2 separate regions of the Mus musculus genome follow, and region 1 is linked to region 2. The links are chromatin contacts, called in public Hi-C maps. All regions are on one chromosome and are shown on one strand. Each heading gives the region's core, a stretch centred on a gene start, on an enhancer-like site or on the middle of the called end of the contact. The rest is flanking DNA. Distances are from core to core; before and after follow the strand shown.

Region 1 (6,327 bases), core at 2,530-5,029, 1.0 Mb before region 2:
CCTGACCCTGCATGGCTTCCACACCCTCCTCTGCATCCTCAGCTACGGCTTCTTTCACACACTTCCCTAGGCCAGAGGATCTGACAGGCTCTGGTTCTTTGAATTTTCGCCAGTTTGTATCTTGGTGAAAATACTTGCAAAACCGGATCTGATGGTTCATTTGCCGATCTGCTCCTGTCCTTTGCTTACCTTGAATAAAACCTGGCATTTCTTTGTAACCGTTGGTTTCTGGGTCTCTGATATGGATGTCAGGGTTCACCTAAAGGGGAATATACAGAAACACCTCTAGATACTATAGGTGTCCTGGTCCCCGCTTCTGACTTGAGGGACAGATTCTCACTGAGGCATTCTGGGCCTTGCTTTTCTCAGGCTGCCCGGTCAGCAGGGCTACAGCTGTAGATTCGCTATGATATAAAAAACAGCGGAAAGGCGTTGGAGTCAGAATCCTGTTCATGGCACTAAACTCGACAGTGTGTATGTGTGTGTGAACATTGTCTGTGTGCGTGTGTGTGGGAGCTGTGCATCTGTGGGTGTGTGTATGTGTGTGCACATGTGTGGGTGTGTGGTAGCTGTGCATCTGTGTGTGTGTGCCTTGGTATGCATGCATGTGTGTGTATGTGTGTCTGTCTGTGTGCATGTGTGTGGTATCTGTGCATCCATGAATGTGTGCCTGTGTGTATGTGTGTGTGCAAGTGTGTCTGTCTGTGTGCATGTGTGTGTATCTGCATCCGTGGGTGTGTGCCTGCAGAGTTCGTTCAGAGAAGGGCATCCACTGTTCTTCTCTCACTTGCTGCATTATTCCTTTGAGACTGAGTCAGTTGCTGAACCTGGAGCTTGGCTGGCTGCCAGCAAGCCCCAGTGAACTATCCTTTCTCCACTCCGAGTAGTACTGGGGTTACATGCCCGTGATCATACCCAGCTGTTTTGGTTTGGTTTGGTTTTTCGAGTCAGGGTTTCTCTGTGTAGCCCTGGCTGTCCTGGAACTCACTTTGTAGACCAGGCTGGCCTCGAACTCAGAAATCCGCCTGCCTCTGCCTCCCAAGTGCCGGGATTAAAGGCGTGTGCCACCACCGCCGGGCGTACCCAGCTGTTTTATGTGGGTGCTGGGGAGCTGAACTCAGGTCCTCAAGATCCCATAGGAAGTGTTCTTATTCACTGAGCTATCTCTCCACCACCAAATTAGATTTTTTTTTTCCATTTTACTTTTTATGTGTGTGGGTGTTCGGCCTATCTATGCCTGTGACCAGTTTTGCCGTACCTGTAGAGGCCAGAAGAGGGCATCAGATTTCTTCCCCCTGGAGCAGAAGTTACAAGGGGTTGCAAGCTGCTTTGTATGGACTAAACTTGGGTCCTCTGTAAGAGCAACAAGTGCTTTTAACCACTAAGCTATCTCTTCCTGCCTAAAGGCCTGTATTTCCCACTAACCCTCACCACTAAGTACCCATAGTCAACATCAGGAAAATAGGACTAAATATACTTTGACTTGACTAAGTTAAAACAATTCCTTGACAATGAATCACTGGTACAAAACAGGGGTTATAACTTATGCTTAGTTAACAGCAGTAGGTAATACTGGCTGTGTTTTACTTTGCAAATACTCCCCAGGCTCTCACACGCTTTATCCTAATGTATGTAAGACTCTTAGACAACCTCGTCATAGGAAAGGATATGATTTTTAAAAAAAAAAAAAAAAAAGATTTGCTTATTGCTATATGTACGTACACTGTAGCTGTCCTCGGACACACCAGAAGAGGGTGTCAGATCTCATATGGATGGTTGTGAGCCACCATGTGGTTGCTTGGATTTGAACTTGGGACCTTTGAAAGAGCAGTCAGTGCTTTTACCCACTGAGCCATCTCTCCAGCAAAATATTATTTTTACATGCTCTAACTACTTAATATTTTCATCTCATTGATTCTTTTTTTTATCCATTTAGCAAACTTTTTTAAAAAGTTGCAAGGTCTTGGATCTACAGATAGCACAGTTGAACTCCTGCAGTTTGGTATAATGGCCAGCAGGTGGAGACAGAGATCACAAAGTCATTTAGACTGGACATGAGTAGGGTGGAGTGGAGTCGGGTGGGGGTGGGTATCCAGTTCTCATTAGAAACAAGGGTGAGGAGCAGGCTTAACGTTGAAGTCACCTGGGACAACTTCAATGACTTATGGCAGTTCACAGATTCTGAGTTGAGTGGTCTGAGGTGTGTTGCCTTTGGGAGTTTTATAATAGTTGTATTACTGTTTCTACTTACAGCGACGTCTCAGACTTCAGAACACGCCACAAGGGTTGGTTAGTGTGTTGCAGAACCTTCTGGAGAATTTATGAACCCCTGATGTAGTCTTTGTCCTGGAAAATCAGTATATATCTGCCTGCTTGTGTGTGCACATGTGTGCAGATACCCGAGGCCAGAAGAGGGTCTTGGATCCCCTGAAACTGGGGAGAGCATTGGGACCTATCTGATGTGGGTGCTGGAAACCAAGCCCAGGTTCTCTGTAAGAACAGCAAATGCTCTTAACTGCTGAGCCTCCTCTCTAGCTCCATTATTTGTGTCTCTTGTTTTTTGTTTGTTTTTAGGGGGTAGGTTTTGTTTTGAGATGAGCTGTCACCAAATGCACGGGCTGGAGTTCCGTTCTCAACCGTCCTGCCTTAGCCTCCACAGTATTGGGATCACAGGTCCACACCCAGCACGTAACTCTTCAGTAGGCATTTGGATCTCTCAGCACATGAACTGAGGTTGACATGGAAGGGAAGCCCTAAGAGCTTCAGCGATTGTCCGTGGTATTCACACCATCCTTCCGTCTCCGGGATGTCCCTTGTTCCTAGGTTGCAGGCTTTTCTTCCTGGACCCTTTTCTGCTTGGCCCCATTTGCTGGGGTAGTTACCACTGGATGCTCAGTACTGGCTTGAAAACTCCCGATGGAGGGAAAACGTACTCTCCTTGCTAGCCCCATCTTTCAGAACACGCTTTACCACTCTTTTATGGTCACCTGCCTGCTTATCTGTGGCCCTCCCTGCTGGATATAAGTCACTTCCTGTCTTGTTGGCCTTTCCTCGCCTGAACAGGTCCTGGCAAGAGTCTGTTGAGTGAATTGGAAAGGAATACAACACCCCCTCGTATCGACGAGCACCGAGGCCTCGGAGGGGAGATGGTAGCCCTCATGACCAAGCTCACCAAGGGGACAGCGGGAATGGAATTCAGGTCTTGGAGGCTTCTCTATCTTATACTGTCTCCTACATGGCTTTGCTACTGTACATATGTGAAACCCAGATGTGGGGGAAATTAACATATAAAGAACGCTCTTTCCAAGCTTGGGACTTTATTTTTGCTTTTACCACATTTGAAATTCCACACATGGCTATCACTCAGATTCAAAGGTGAACGCTAAGCCAGTTCAAGCCAAGAGGCACTCCCAGATGAGGGTGGTGAGGGCTGGACCCAGGCCAGCACAAGAGGAAAGCCAGTCAGGCTGTTCTTCCTGACTAGGAAAGGGAGGAAATCACATTTGAGGAGGGAGTGGCCTAACCCAAGGCAGGGAGGTTTAGCCAAGCGGATGGCCTCTGGTGGGTTAGCTTGTGACGCTCAGCATGGTGAGCCCATAGAGAGGTCATGGGCAGTGTCGGTAGGCTTACTAGACTTGTAGGTATCCCTAAAGCAAAATAGATTTGCTTTAGGGAGCACTCAGGTAGCAGATGGAGCACGAACAGAAGGGAGGAGCTGAGGGTTCTCACTCGAGGCTTCATTGTAGTTGCTGCCCGTGTAACCTGAGCCCTGGGATATTGAAACTCCCTTCCTTGTGACTGAGGTGTTGGCCATAGAGGGTGCCCCTCAGGAGGCACAGGAGCCTCCCAGGTATGCCATGCAGAGGAGGTCAGGTAGCATGGACCGAAGAAGCTCGGCATAACTCGAGGAAAGACAATGCTGGGTGTGAATCCACAAAGCCAGGAAGAAAGCGCAGCAGGCAGTCCCTCCAAAATTTCCACACAGTCACCACATGACTCAGCAACTCCAGGTGACACCCCAAACAAATGATGTGACCAAGTACAGCAGTGCCCACAGCTGCAGCATTCGGGATAGCCCCTAACTAGCAACGGCGGCTCTGCTGGCGACCAGAGAACGGCATGATGTGTGTCTACTCGGTGGAATAATATTGGGCTGTAGAAAAGGTGAAATATCAATATACTCCATATCGTGGGTGAGCCATTAAATGCTATGCTAAGTCAAAGAAGACAGCCACGTATACTGTAGGTTTTCATTTACATGAGATGCTCAGAATAACATTTAAGTGTTTGCCTGAACAGGTGTTGGGGATAATAAGGGAAAGTACCTGAGTTGGGTTCCCAGGACCCACGTCCAATGGCTCACAGCCACCTGTCACTCCAGGGGATCCAGCGCTCTCTTCTGGTCTATGAGGGCAACTGCACTCACATGACACAAGTGTCAGGTCAGCTTGACTTCATAAGAACGGAACAGCTCTGGAACAGTAGGATTTTCATTCATTTATTCATTCATCCATTCACTGGAGAAGATATCTGGAGAATTTATCAAATATATAAGATATAATATATAAAAATCAGGCAAGTGCAGGGCAGTGGTGGTGCATGCCTTTAATTCCAGCACTTAGGAGACAAAGACAGGCAGATTTCTGAGTTCAAAGCCAGCCTGGTCTACAGAGTGAGTTTCAGGACAGCCAGGGCTACACAGAGAAACCCTGTCTCAAAAATAAAAAAGAAAAAGAAAAGAAAAGAAAAAGAATCAAGCAGAAGAAAATATCAGGGAACAAGGAAAAAAAAAGTCCTGCAGATATCACACTTGATCAGGACGGTAAGCTAATACCGTCAGTGACCTGGGGTCTCGGGGGCCAGAGGCAAGGAAAAACAGATCATGGCCGGACAGAAAGCTCTGGGCAGATTATAGTTTGGCACGAGGTGTGAAGGAAGTTCTCCCTGGGAAGACAACCTTTGAGCAGAGGCAGGCGGGGGTGACCCTTGGGGTGACCACAGAGCTGTACAGCAGGTGGCACGTAGGACACACAGGCTATCTTAGAGGGGCAGGAGGTAACAGAGCAGAACAGCAGGTGGAAACAGGAGGAGGCTGAGCGTGGTAACTGGGATGTGGGGCCTTCCTGGCCTTGTCCCCCCACCATAAAGAGGAGGGGTTTAGGAACCATGGGTGGGGAGGGCTGTGAGCAGAGCTTTGCCCTGACCTTATGGAAGGGCCCCTCTAAGTCAAGGTTTTCAACCATGGCACTGTTAATTCCTCGGGCAGGCTGGTTCCTTGTAGGTGCACTGTGGGATGTTTGTCAACATCTCAAACCCCTTACTTAACCAGACGCCAGGAAGAATCCCCCTAACTATGACAACCCAACATATCTCATGCTTTGGAAAATGTGCCCTGGAGGGCTAAGAAGCCCAAAGTGGAGAAGCATCGCTCTTCTCTGAGCCTTAGCTTGTAGGGGGCATGGGTTCAGGGAGCTCTGGTCTGAAAGGCTGGATTTGGGGGTGGTCGTGACACCTGTAGGATAACATGTCTCTCGTGCAGTGAGACAACCTTCCACCCTGGAATGAATGTAAAGAAAAAAAAAAAAAAAAGCAACACCCTTGGTTACGCTTAATGCTTTGAACAAGAACGGTATGTAAGGTGCCAGAGAAGGTACCAGAAGAATCTCTTGAGCTTTTGGCCCTGCCTCACAAGCATGGCAAGGCAAGAGTATAGAAAAGGGGAGTGGTAAGGGGCTGGAGACAAGGGAACGCGAGCCCCAGTCATCTGGGAGGGGCTCATCGATTCTTGATGCATTTCCTGAGTATCTTCTATACATGAGGCAGTTTCGCTAGCATCGTGTCATCTGAGAACAATACTTAACAGTGAGGCAAATGTTATCCTTCCTGTTTTGTGACTCACAGATTACGAAACTTCTGAGTAACATGCTCAGATCACGGTCGGGACGCATGCGCCTTCCTGTCAATGCCCGATGCTGGCTCCCTGAAGCGTCTAAGTGAAGCTTATGCTAGCTAGCATTGAAGGCAGCGCAGGTTCAAGTGGGGCTGGGAAGCAGAGCAGATGACACAGCTGCTTGCTGCTTGAATGGAGCTTGGATGGGGAGTAAATTACAGGGATTTGGGGCAGGGCTATTTCTTAAAGCATAGAGCTTGTTAATATCAGTTTTGCTTAGGGGAGGGAGAGCTTAAAAGTACGCTTGCACAGGTCAGAGGACAATGTATAGAGGATAGCTCTCTCCCACCTTGTGAATCCCAGGGATCTAACTTAGGTCATCAGGCTTGGCACAGTTTACCCACAAACTTTTCCAAACATCTCTCTCTCTCTCTCTC
Region 2 (6,638 bases), core at 241-2,740:
TCACGCCTGCATGGTTACTGGAAAAATCTGAAATTAGACATATGGCTTGAATATAAGTTTATCAGGCAGCTTTCTTCAGCCTCTTTTCAAGGTTATTTTCTCACTGAGGGATGAGGGTGGGGACAGGGGAAGGATAGAGGGTGGAGGGACTGCCAAATGCGGGGCAATGCTGCCCCCTAGAGTCTAGCTAGGAAACACACAGCTAAAGAACACTAAAGCTCGCCCCTTGGAAAGCCTTGTTTAAATCGCTTTGAAGTTGAGCTTCCGGGTACCCACGACTCCAGTCCACCAGCTCCCTGGAGTACTGCTGAAGTCCCACGGTTGTCAGACATTGACTTGCCGACACAGGTGGCCATGGCGTGTAGTAAATGAGACGAGGAAATCCCTAACTTCAGACGATGCTCTATTTAAAAGGCCCTGGGATCTTTCCTGGTGGGACTTAGAAGGTCGTAGGAATCAATGCCACCACGTCCCTTCTCTTCCTCCTCCCCCAATCCACTGCGTTGGAGATAGCTTTAACATCCCTAACTAGAGTCATCGCCTCCGCCTCTTCTTCCCCTCTCGCCCCATTTTACCTGCAAAAAACCGGGCAGGTCAGGAGTGGCGAACACGTCCATCACCTCCATAGCCCCAGCGCTGGCCTTGCTGACTACTGGAGTAAGCGGACAGCTGCAAAGGATCCCCACGATCCGTGTTAAAACCAGAAAATCTCTAGCCCCGCGCCCTACACACCCCGGGGCTCCCCGCCCAGTGCTTAGGAGCTTGGCTCCGCCTCCAGATTGGGCGTAAACTGAATTAAGGGACGTCCGTGCCTGTTTCTCTGGCTGGTGATGACTCTGTCTACGCCGAGGAAGTGAGCGGAGCGCATCACAGCCCCAAGATTGCGGGGATCCTGGAGCCCCTCAAGGACGAGCCACAGCTGCTGAGGGTCGTCGCCTGAGCTCGTGTCTGCCGCCTCATCGCAAGGCCGGGGTCGCAGCGGGCTCACCTCCATGCACACGCCCTGGTGCACTTGGTAGCCGCACAAGGCATCCAGTTTCTGACGCCTGGGCCTCAAGACAGGGATGCCCCGAGCCTCGGCCACCCGGAGCAGCTCGGCTCGCTCCCCCTGCAGCCCAGCCTTACCGGCCTGGAGCAGGAGCCGGGCCACGCGCCGACGGGCAGCCCGCAAGGCCAGGAGGCATGGGGACAAGCCAAATAGACGTTCCAGCCGCTGGGCCGGCGCCAGGTCATCCAGAAGCAAGCGACTCAGCTCCTCCCCGCCAGGCCGTTCCCCGCGCCGAGCCACCGAGGAGAAATGGCGGGCAATCAGGCGACTGAAGCACCCGACCGTCCAGAGTCGCCGCATTGCTCCAGCAGCGCCCGAGACTCCACTGACAGACAGCTGGGGAGGACCCGTTGACCTCCCACACTTCGTCCCCTCACAAGGACTGCCCACAACCTGACCCTCGAGCCAAGACAGTCACCTCCCAGCCTCCCACGTGGGTCCCCAGCTTCCGGGTTCTGGAGGCCCAGCCCCCTGTCCGATGACGCACATGTGCGCTTGGCGGCAACCACGTCTCCACTGCACCCCCTACAGGAGTGAGTCGCACTGCCTCCGCTGACGCAGGCGAGCCTAGAGGCTGTGCTGGTGCTGAGCTAACCTTGGACTGCTCCCGGGTGAAGGAAGAAGTTAGAAGGCGTTCACCTGCTCGTCCTCAAAGACCACCGCATGTCAGTGGTTTGGCCATCTGTTCAATCCTCAGTCTTGGAGCCATCCTACATCCTGGCACAATGTCATAGTTGGGACTTTCTCCCAGAAGCATATCCTGTCAGACCCTCAGCACCAGCCAGCAGAACCCCTAGAATATTTCCCATCTCCCGAAAGCCCCAACGAGCCTACGGTATTTCTGCTGACAAGCAGCCGATGCCCTTGGCCCATGGTAATTCTACGACTTCCTTGCTCACTGCCCAGACTGGCTCTTTTCAGCCTAGTCTTTTAAAATATCTTTTTAAACCTTTTCCCTTTTCCTAATGATTCCTTTTTTTTTTTAATGTGCATTGTTGTTTTGCCTGCATGTACATCTATGAAGGTGTTGGATCCCCAAGAACTGAAGTTACAGTTGTGGGTGCTGGGAATTGTACCAGGGTTCTCTGGAAGAGCAGCCAGTGCTCTTAACATTTGAGCCATTTCTCCAGCCCCCACCCCCTCTTTTTTAAAATCAATGTCTCACTAAGCAGCCCTCATGGATGGCCTGAAACTCGTTGTGTAGCCCAGGCTGGCCTCAAATCCACAGAGGTCTCCCTGCTTCTGCTTCTCAAATGTTGGGATTAAAGGTGTGCAATAGTATTAGTATACCTGGCTCCAACTTATTTTTCAAAATTCTTTCACATGTGCGGGCATATTGTTTGTCCGTGTGGCTGTGCACCACATGTGTGCCTGGTGGCCCAGCGAGAGAGAGGAGGATGTAGGACTCCCTGGGACTGGAATCAACATGGGTCCTCTAGAGCAGCAGTGGATGTACTTAATTATGTATTTTGGGGACATTTGTATCCTTGGCTCCTATGGCTGGCCTGGAACTAACCATCTCCTGTGCCCACTCCAGAAGTGATGTTCCGAATCTACCCACCTTCCTAGCTACCTGGAAGGAATTCTGAGACACCAACCACACTGATCACCAGGAAGGGGGGAAAAAACTGAAAGATACTTCTGAAGGTAGAGTAGGTTGTAATCTCTCTCTTTAATTGTTACAGTGAAATGTAGTAGGAGACAGACCCTGATACTCTGTAGCCGTGGTAAGGACCCCAGGGTGAGGGCCAAAACTTGGCTGGAGAGCTGGGGGGGGGGGAGGCAGGAGGGTTGGGAAGGGAACCTGGAACCCTGGACAACCACACAGGTAAAAGATGAGGTCTCTGCTGCTCCAACCCTAAGGGGTGGGGGGTAGGGTGTAAGAGGATAGAGCAATGCCCCTTCTAGGTACATCCCTTTCCTAGGTCAAAAGGAAGAGGCACAGGAGAGCAAAGGTTACGGAGCCCCAAGAGGACTCAGAAGAAGTTAGATAGAACAGTCGAGATTCTGTCTTCTCTTCCCGGCCCAGTTTTTCACATTTGTAATGGGAATAGTCTGACAAGCTGTCTATCCCTTAGTGGGGTGGACATAGAAAGTAAGCTGCAGAGTCCAGAAATCAACACCTAAAATCCAGAGGCAGGAGGCGAGCCGTGAAGGGTGGAGAAGGTAGGATCTCCCCACAGAACACTAGGTCACCTGCTCTGTGGGCCTCATCTGGATGTCACCAACCTGTGGAGAGCGGAGGGTTTGAGGCAGCCACCTGCTTAGATACTCCCTGCTGGGCACGGTTAAGCTCTTGCTAGTGGGTAGGCAGCCAAGACCATACTTACCTGAACATGTGGGGGTGTGCTAAGAACGTAGATGACAGCCTCAGCCACGTCCTCTGGTCTGAGACACTGAAAGCAGGGGTGGGGGGTTGTTGAGACAAGAGTAGACCTGACCCTGACCTAAGTTCCTTCCCCGCCTCTGAGGGACTCTAACATCCATCTGCATTCCCATCCCAGCCCTCCAGGAGTGACAAGCACAGCAGAGGGTACAGTTTGAGGGAACTTAAGGACTGAGTGGCTTTCATAGGCCCAGAAGGAGACCCACCTTTATGTGTTCATAGGTGGCAGCTGCTTCCCCCGGGTCCTTGTCATGGAGTTTGAAGGCGAACTGTGTCTCTACCAAGCCTGGAGAGATACACTGGGCCAACAGAGGTCCTGCTCAGCCTGGGCTTTATAGGCCTTGAGGAGGTTGAGGGGAAAGGATCAAGGCCACAGGGCTCCTGCTTCACAGTGACATCTGCCTCATGTCCTCAACTATCCTCCTCCTTCCAAAGTCACCACTGAGAGTTCCAACTGGCAACTCTCACAAGACCCTGCACTACGCATGGAGGGAGCCCTTCCTCTATGTTTCATTAATGCTTTATAAAGTGTTCCTTAAAGCATCATTCCATTTCACAGATGTGAAGACTGAGGCTTAGGGAGGTTCAGTGATTTACCCAGAGTCCTGTGGTTTTCTAGGGAAGAGCCAAGAGTGCTGGTATCACAGTCACTGTGTGATTTCCCTTAGTCCCTCTCCCCCTCAAATCGTAAGTCCGGCCCTTGGCTTTGAGGTGACAGTCCCTGTAATGAGCAGCAGCGCCCAGGACTTTTTCACTGTTGAGCGCAGAGTCTCTCAGCAAGTCTCCCTGGGCACTCGCAGGCAGGAGGGCTGGGCCCACGCCATTCCCACCAGGGCTAGACCACAGCCTCACCGTGGCCCGGATATGGGTCTGGGCCTCCAGAAGCTCTTGCCTGAGTCCCTCTGTCAGTGCAGTGACGGCATACTTAGTCGCACTATAGAAATGGATCACAGACTGGGGTGGGACTCGGTGGCCACACATGCTGGGTGGAAGAAGGGGAAGGGAGAGAGGAGAGAGTGAAGTTCCACAGGCACGGGCAGTGCTCCCATTATCCTGGTCTGCTGGAAACCTTGTCGGAGGGAACCCTGATGACTACCCTACAGTCCACTGAATACATCTAGTCTCTGTTGTCTGCACAGCTCCTGAAACCTGCTTGGCCTGGAAGCTGTCCTTCTGTGGACTCCACACCCACTCCTGCAGTCAGCCGGCCTCACAGTGTTGTCTGTGTGCTTACTGATATGTGTCCCCTGGGAGATCCCTAGGGCTGCTGCGGGCCATGCCCCCATCAGACAGTGAGCACTCCTATGGTAGAGCCTGTGCAGTCTCTTAGTACCACAAGGCAGATTGATCCCAGGGCCTGAGGAAGAGGCACAGAGGCTCTCAGTCCTGGGAGAGTTCTCAGGCACTGGCTATGGACGGCAGGGGCTGAGCTGCCTGCTCTATAGACAACCAGAAGTGGGCATTCCCCTTCCTCAGAATCATGCCGTTTGGATACTAAATCCCTCTTTCACTACTGAAGAGACTGCTGTCTAGAGGTCGAATGAGCTTCAGCAGAGAGATCCCTATCGGAAGGGTGTCCCAAAGCCTGAGCCTCTGCTGCTGCCCGGCCTCACCTGTTGATGTTAATGATGTGCCCGTCGTCTATGTTCCGCTCCTTCATGGACTGATAAGCCTCCCGAGTGCAGATGCTGAGGGCCAGCACATTCACCTGCGGGCCAGGGAAGGCAAGAGAGGGGCTCCAGTTTGGGCCCAGTGAGCAGGTGTTAGAGCCGTGGGGCATGGGGGTCCGGGGGTGGGGGTGCCTTCTCTGTGGATGCCCCGCGCCTCACAGCTGCCTCCTCCAGCTGACAGCAGAGGCATGAGGAATGAGCCTCCCACCCGAGCCCAGGACACTGCCAGCCATCTCTGCCACAGTCAGACCTCTCTCCCTCAGGAAACCAGTCACTCTGCTCAGGGACAGTGTCCAGACCTAAACAGATTGAAATCCCTCTTGGAATGCCCTAAATCTTTTTCTTCATACAAAGAACCCAGGCCCTCTCGCCCTGCCCTTCTCAGCCACCCTGCTCCGACGTGATCCCCGCCCATCCTGTATGGAGGAAGCTCACACGCCTGCCTTTAACCTAGACCCTGGCAACAGGCCCAGGTGTGGGGAGGCTTCAGAAGGTGGGGTCACTTGCCACTCCCGGCAGGCTTCACCTCGAGTCCCCACCAGTCACAGAGCAGAGGTCTAAGGAGCTATCTGCTATGAAGCGCCTGTCTTCGGTCTGCTCCACCCATCAGCCTTGCCAGAGAGGCCAGCAGAGATAAAGTTTTCATCAGCTCCTCCTGCCTCCCCCCTCTCCAGAGGAGAGGGACAGCTGGCAGATTAGCTGGTTCACTTTATCAGGTGTCACCCAGGCATCAGGACAGAACACCCTCAGCAAAGACCCGCCTCAGCAACACTTGGGTTGTAGAAAGGACTCAGCCCTGCTTCTGGTCCTCTTAACAGGGTGGAAACGTGGAGAATATGGAAGACAAACGAATTCCTAGGAGCATGAATCTCCTGGGACAAACGAATCTCCTAGGTCTAGGGCCTACTAAGATGGGGCTAATGAACTTAGGAGATATTCAAAACAAAGGGGCCTTGGACACTTAGGAGTCCTTCATTTTACAGGTGGGCGAGCTGAGGGTCAGGGTTAGCTATATGCCTCTACACATGAGGTTGTCACTCTGACCTCCCAGAGGACAAAGCTTCCTTTTTCTTGTTCAGTGTTCCACTTCTAAGTACCTAGTAATACCGACCTAATGATACCAGATGTAGAGAGGGCTATGGTATTGCTTTCAGCCTCTTAAATACTTTCACACCCTAAAGAAGCAGTTCTCAGCCTTCCTAATCCTGAGACCCTTAAATACAGTTCCTCATGTTGTGCTTAGCGCCAACCATGATTTTCGTTGCTACTTCATAACTGTAATTTGGCTACTGTTATGAATCATAATGTAAATATCTGTATTTTTTGGAGTTCTTAGACAACCCCTGTGGAAGAGTCATTTGATGCCCTTCTAAAGGGATCATGACCCACAGGTTAAGAACCACTGCCCTAATGCCACCCTATAATACAGCCTGGAAGTTGGAAATGCATGCCTTCCAGGCTGGGTTTGTCCTGTAGACGCTCTTACTACATTAACTTACTTACTTAGTGTGTGTGTGTCACACTGCTAATGTGG

Evidence for each region. A called contact is a pair of places that touch in the nucleus more often than the background predicts.
Region 1: a Hi-C map of embryonic stem cells shows a contact between it and region 2, with 3 times the contacts expected there. The contact joins the enhancer-like site here to the promoter of Mrm1 in region 2. A contact is called at or near these places in 7 of 39 promoter capture datasets (the 3T3-L1 cell line, the HPC-7 cell line, the SN4741 cell line and 4 more), 1 of 15 datasets of contacts at CTCF or cohesin (embryonic stem cells), 11 of 484 Hi-C or Micro-C datasets (the C2C12 cell line, the N1E-115 cell line, cortical neurons and 6 more), 4 of 115 datasets of contacts at active chromatin or transcription factors (astrocytes, forebrain, microglia and 1 more) and 1 of 9 other capture datasets (embryonic stem cells).

What each region holds. Positions count from the first base shown.
Region 1 is chr11:83,783,537-83,789,863 of GRCm38.p6, forward strand. It overlaps Heatr6 (HEAT repeat containing 6), which reads left to right. Exons shown (of 20, transcript NM_145432.3): 20 at 1-218. Among named protein-coding and RNA genes, the nearest start is that of Gm38934, 24 kb to the right of the region's middle. Within about 2 kb of position 3,780, at least 29 of the 459 cell types and tissues checked have an H3K27ac peak or open chromatin away from gene starts, as enhancers often do. A contact at or near this core is called in the N1E-115 cell line and embryonic stem cells, where this site is marked.
Region 2 is chr11:84,818,025-84,824,662 of GRCm38.p6, forward strand. It overlaps Mrm1 (mitochondrial rRNA methyltransferase 1), which reads right to left and starts at 1,491. Exons shown (of 5, transcript NM_145433.1): 1 at 813-1,491; 2 at 576-669. The coding sequence starts at 1,348. It overlaps Dhrs11 (dehydrogenase/reductase (SDR family) member 11), which reads right to left. Exons shown (of 7, transcript NM_177564.5): 3 at 5,048-5,142; 4 at 4,287-4,416; 5 at 3,641-3,733; 6 at 3,379-3,444; 7 at 2,704-3,277. The coding sequence ends at 3,236.